Linked DNA regions of Callithrix jacchus: region 2 is linked to region 1. The links are chromatin contacts, called in public Hi-C maps. All regions are on one chromosome and are shown on one strand. Each heading gives the region's core, a stretch centred on a gene start, on an enhancer-like site or on the middle of the called end of the contact. The rest is flanking DNA. Distances are from core to core; before and after follow the strand shown.

Region 1 (2,846 bases), core at 170-2,669:
ACAAAGGCCAGGCGTGGAGTTTGAGAACAGCCTGAGCAACATGGTGAAACCCAGTCTCTACTAAAAGAACAAAAATTAGCCGGGCATGATGACTGGGGCCTGTGGTGCTAGGATTACAGGCATGAGACACTCGGAAGGCTGAGGCGGGAAGATCAGTTGGGCCTGGGAGGTGGAGGTTGCAGTGAGCCATGTTCACGCCACTGCAGTCTAGCCTGGGTGACAAATCAAGACCCCATCTCAAAAAAAAAGCTACAACTAAATAAAGGTTAAATATAAGCAAATAAATTACTATACCAAACATATGTGTCTAGAGCTGAGAGAAGCATTACAGTTTATTTAATCCAAATAGTTCACTTTTTGATGATTAAAAGAAAAAAAAACTTGGTGAACCAAAAAGTTCAAGTGAATCTCTTCAATTCTTAAAGCTGAAGAACCAGAACTTTAAATCCAAACTCAACCTGGCGCTTTTTCCTTTGGGTTGTGATTCCATTAGTGGTTTTTTTTTTTTTTTTTTTTTTTTTTGAGACGGAGTTTCGCTCTTGTTACCCAGGCTGGAGTGCAATGGCGCGATCTCGGCTCACCACAACCTCCGCCTCCTGGGTTCAGGCCATTCTCCTGCCTCAGCCTCCGGAGCAGCTGGGATTACAGGCACGCGCCATCGTGCCCAGCTAATTTTTTGTATTTTTACTAGAGACGGGGTTTCACCATGTTGACCGGGATGGTCTTGATGTCTTGACCTTGTGATCCACCCGCCTCGGCCTCCCAAAGTGGACTCTCTTCAATTCTTAAAGCTGAAAACCAGAACTTTAAATCCAAACTCAACCTGGAGCTTTTTCCTTTGGTTTGTGATTCCATTAGTGGTTTTTATTGAAAATGTGGGCCTTCTAAATTCTCTGAGCGCGGAGCTCTGAAGAAGAGCCTGTGGCTTCATGCAGTGAGGTTGATACATCACGCAGAAGCGTGTTTCACTCCCTCTTAGTCTGACTTCCTGAACCGCACGGGGATCAGAAAGGTGAACTCCACGCTCTCAGATCCTCTGGCTCAGTGTGGCTCGTTCTGGTGAATGCAGGGAGAATGGATGGGAGAAAAACAGACGGAGAAATACGTGTCTCCATCCAAATGTGAGTTCGATGTAGGAGAAAATATAATACCCCGACAGCACCACACGCACGTGTGAGGAACTGGGAAGGGCTCTGGTCATCTGAGATGCTGAGAACGAGCTTGCTCCCCGGCCGCACCACACTGACAGGCGGAGCCGCGCTGGAAAGGAAATCGCAGGGGCAGCTCCGTGCTCCTCCAGGGCCCTGCCTGCGTCTCCCTCGCCACCCCCGTGGATGCTGCCAGCTGCAAAGAACAGCTGAGAGAGAAGGCTGAGCAGAGAAGTGTCCGAGCCACGGCCAAGCAGATCAGTAACTGCATCGACATTTTCGTTGATCGTTTGTGCTTTTGAAAAAGATGCTGAATCACCGTAACCACTTCCGAAATCAATGATTTAATTTTTATGGCTAACGACATGTACCTTTGTGCTTCTGCCTTTCAAAAGAGCCCCCAGGGGAACTAAGTCTACCCGAGCCGGACTGGCTTTTTCTTAAGTCTGACAGATAAACTGTGCCTGATCCTGGAAATAAATTTCATTTTTCCCTCTGGCTGTTTCCCTTAACCATATTCCGCTTCATCGTAAAGCTGAAAATAGTGGGTAAAGTGTCACAACAAAGACCCCATCTCCTGGTTTCCATTGGGAGGAAAAGCAGCACCTCCCACCAAGGTAATCAAATTAATAAGAATGCAATTATTTGTCAGTGTTAATTCCAGTCCCTTCGAGCTTACTCAGTGTTTGGTTTCTTTTTTCAGTGATTCCCCTTAATTCTGAAAAATGACGGTCACGGTCCTAGAGACAGAGTGAAATGGCGGGCTCCAGGGGCTGGGAGGGGAAGAACCAGGGAGTCAGGGCACAGAGTTTCTGATTAAAATCATGAAAAAGTTCTAGAAGCCGCTGGTGGTGACAGTGTGAATGCACTTCCTGCCACTGAACTATATACTTAAAAATGACTAAAATGCTAACATTTATGTTATGTATATTTTACCACAATAATAAAACAATCATCTTTAAAAACCGGGCTGAGGCTGGGCGTGGTGGCTCAAGCCTGTAATCCCAGCACTTTGGGAGGCCGAGGCGGGTGGATCACGAGGTCAAGAGATCGAGGCCATTCTGCTCAACATGGTGAAACCCCGTCTCTACTAAAAATACAAAAAATTAGCTGGGCATGGTGGCGCGTGCCTGTAATCCCAGCTACTCAGGAGGCTGGGGCAGGAGAATTGCCTGAACCCAGGAGGCAGAGGTTGCAGTGAGCCGAGATTACGCCATTGCACTCCAGCCTGGGTAAAAAGAGCGAAACTTCGTCTCAAAAAAAAAAAACAAAAAACAAACCAGGCTGAGTACAGCGGCGCCTCCCTGTAGTCCTAGCACTTTGGGAAGCGGAGGTGGGAGGATTGCTTGAGGCCAAAAGTTTAAGACCAACCCAGTCAACATAGCAAGACCCTCTCTAAATTAAAAAAAAAAAATCAAACTGCACTAAATAGACCGAAAGGCTATTTCGTACAAGAAAATGTGCTCAAAAAATATATAAGTTTCACCAAAACAAATTGAGCAGGATCCAGGTGCCTTCCCCGCCAGGCCCTGAGAACCAGGTGGGGCAGATCTGGTTTACAGCTCTCCACCCGGTGGGCGGACACCTACCAGGGCGAGTGCTCCACGGTTCTGCTGACCCTAGCTGCAGGCACACATGTCTCCAGGTTTGTGCTTGTCTAAAACTACGAGAAATCTGGAGATCACGGGCCTGTAAATA
Region 2 (2,846 bases), core at 113-2,612, 440 kb after region 1:
CGTGGGTCTGCTGCGTGTGGCCCTGAACACTGGATAACATGATGCACGTTGATAGAATCCTGGCACTTGGATAGGGGCCTGAGTGCAGGTCCTGGAGAGGCGGGGGCACGGGCTGGGTCTTCTGCAGGGGGGCCCCTCTGTGAACAGACATGGGCTCTGTCACGCTCCTGGGCCCCCCAGTACTCCCTGTGTCTACACTGCACCCAGGCCAGCGCAGCAGGGCCCGCGAGGAGGGGTATGCCAAAGGGACCATGTGGCTCTTCCCATTTGCAAAACAGGAGCGGGGAATCCATGTGAGGGTGGACATTGAGGGTGTGGAGCGACGGTGGGTGAAGCTCAGCCAGGCTGAACCCATGGCTGTGTGCTCACTGCGCAGGACTTGCGGACTCTATGTTCTAGGTTAAGGCCGAAAGAGCTGTGGGGCTTGCTTGGCTAAAACATGGGCCTAGGGGTGCCCTGTCTGGAATGAAGTAAGGTGTGGCCTGCTTTGGGATGCTGTGGAAGAAGCTGCAGCTCACAGCGGCAGGGGGAGTGTGGACCAGCAGAGAAGACTGCCACGCAAGACCTGCTCATCCTGGAGCATCCAGAGACCCTGCCTGACCGTGACAGCAAACCCGGGAGGGGATCTGCACCTTGCAGAGCTCCTCTCCACAGGCCAGGCCGCACAGCCAGAGCCACGGCCACCCCAGACCAGGCCGCACAGCCAGAGCCACGGCCACCCCAGACCAGGCCGCACAGCCAGAGCCACGGCCAGCCCCGGAAAGCTAAAGGCAGCGAGAGACATCAGAACCAGGTATCGGGGCGGGGTGGCGCCCGCAGGCACAGCAGAGGCCAAGCAGCAGCCGGTAGAGGGTGGCTCCCAGGGCCTCGTGGCCTTGGCTGGTGATAGTGGCATTTGTAGAAGGGAAACAGAGGGAAGCCTACTCAATTCCTTCTTGATCTACATAAACGGTGGAGTTCCAAACCAAGTGAATGAAAGCCTAATCTGAATCCTAAAAGCAGAGTGTTGCTGCCCCGAAATCAATTCTGACTCAGCGGCTGATAGACCCCGCTCCGCTGCCCAGGGTTTATACGGTTACTCTTTCTCCCAGACTCCCCAAAAGGGACAGCACCCACGTCACTGTGCACGAGAAAGGAAATAATCAGAACTTTCCAGGACTACTGGACTCTGGTTCTGAAATGACTCTGATTCGAGGAGACCCAAAATGTCTGTGGCCCCCAATCAGAGTAGAGGCTTACGGAGGTCAGGTGGTCAGTGGAATCTTAGCTTAGGTCTATGTCTCAGTGGGCCCCGTGGGTCCCCATCCTCTGGCTTCTTCCCCAAGTCTAGGAGCATAAGTGAAACACACACTCAGCAGCCGGCAGAACCCCCTCTTACTCCTGGCTGTTCCCAGCATAACGTCGTGCACAAACTAGGCTCTCAAAGGCACTGTGGAATAGAAGAGGAATCGAAAGGGTAATGATGGGATCGAACGCGGTGTGAGCAGCAGGGGTCTGCTTGCTGGCTTTGTGTTTGCAGCTGGTGGTGTGGGTCTGACCACCGGGCATGGTTCTGGCCTGTCCCGCCCCCTGCCGACCGCTTCTTGCTCAACGGGACCACGTGCAACAGGGCCACCTGCTGGGCCTCTGCAGCCTCGGCTCCGGTGGGACAGTTGTCCCGTCACAGCTGCTCTCGCTCTCACGTCTCTGGCACATTCCACTACCATTCACGTTTTAGAGTTCTCCGAACAGCCCCTGTTAAGTTAGGTCACCTTGGAACACTTGGCGCCCATTCTCCCTCAAGTATGTGCTGGGAGAAGAGTCAGAGACATGACTTTATCGGTGCTTCCGTTTTCTCTATTTACGGGTCTCTCTGTTTTGATGTCACCCTGTATGTTTAGAACGAAGGCCACATGACACTGACTCACCCCTCTTAACCTCCCCTTGTGACGGCGCAGGGCTCAGCCACCTTTCACTTCATCTCACTGCTTTAAGAGTCAGCAGAAACTTTACACTGAAAGGTGGTGAATGTAACAGGTGATTTGCCATTTCCTTCTTGGTCCATAAAATGGAAACCACTGAATCTCTTCACTTGTCCAATCGCCTGTGTTTATGGAACTTCGTTTCATATTAAATATGAAATATGATCCAAGCTGCCCCTAGATGATTCCACAGTTGAATTCAGAACTTATCTGGCTGACTCCTGGATTACAATAAAATGAAGACCAGACAGTGGTGGATTGCCTCAGATCACATAAAATGTGACACAATATTACTAATTTTTAAGGCACTCAGTTTGCACAAGAAATAAGAAAAGAAAAACGAGAATTGAAAAAGGAAGCACAAGGCACAGAGGGAGGAAACCATGGGCAGTGAGGGCAGAGCTGGGCCACGTCCCCAGGCTGGCATGATGAATGTAAGCTTTTTGTTTACTCTTCTCTACTTTGTTCTTTAAAATATGAGTTTCTGAAAAGTCTTTGGCTTTCTGTGTTTGTTAGGACCGGGATTTGTGCTTCATGCTTTGCACAGTCAGGGAAACCCCGGTCAACAGGCCGGAAGGAGAGTCAGCCTCAGCAAAGAGGAGTCCTGCAGTTCTCTCTCGTCATCAGAAAACAGAACGGTGTATGGATTTTTACAATCAGTAAGTTCCTAATAAAATTGAGAGGACTGAGGGTCTTTTTCTTTCCCTTTAGGTAAAATTAATTTTGAGGTTCTTTCTAGAATGGCAAAGTCATTGTAGGGGAACAGACTGGCTTCCAGGTGAGTCAGGGAGGACAGTAGACAAGGGAGCAGGCAGTGCCCTGCGGGGAAGTCAGGATGCAGAGACGCTCCCTGGAAACCTGGAAAGAGGATCTAGGGCAGAGCTC

Evidence for each region. A called contact is a pair of places that touch in the nucleus more often than the background predicts.
Region 2: a contact with region 1 is called in a Hi-C map of skeletal muscle, with 8 times the contacts expected there. The contact joins two enhancer-like sites. A contact is called at or near these places in 2 of 3 Hi-C or Micro-C datasets (both in skeletal muscle).

What each region holds. Positions count from the first base shown.
Region 1 is chr1:26,177,257-26,180,102 of calJac240_pri, forward strand. No RefSeq gene overlaps it. Among named protein-coding and RNA genes, the nearest start is that of NAXD, 11 kb to the right of the region's middle. Within about 2 kb of position 1,420, at least 1 of the 16 cell types and tissues checked has an H3K27ac peak or open chromatin away from gene starts, as enhancers often do. A contact at or near this core is called in skeletal muscle, where this site is marked.
Region 2 is chr1:26,614,574-26,617,419 of calJac240_pri, forward strand. No RefSeq gene overlaps it. Among named protein-coding and RNA genes, the nearest start is that of ARHGEF7, 58 kb to the right of the region's middle. Within about 2 kb of position 1,363, at least 1 of the 16 cell types and tissues checked has an H3K27ac peak or open chromatin away from gene starts, as enhancers often do. A contact at or near this core is called in skeletal muscle, where this site is marked.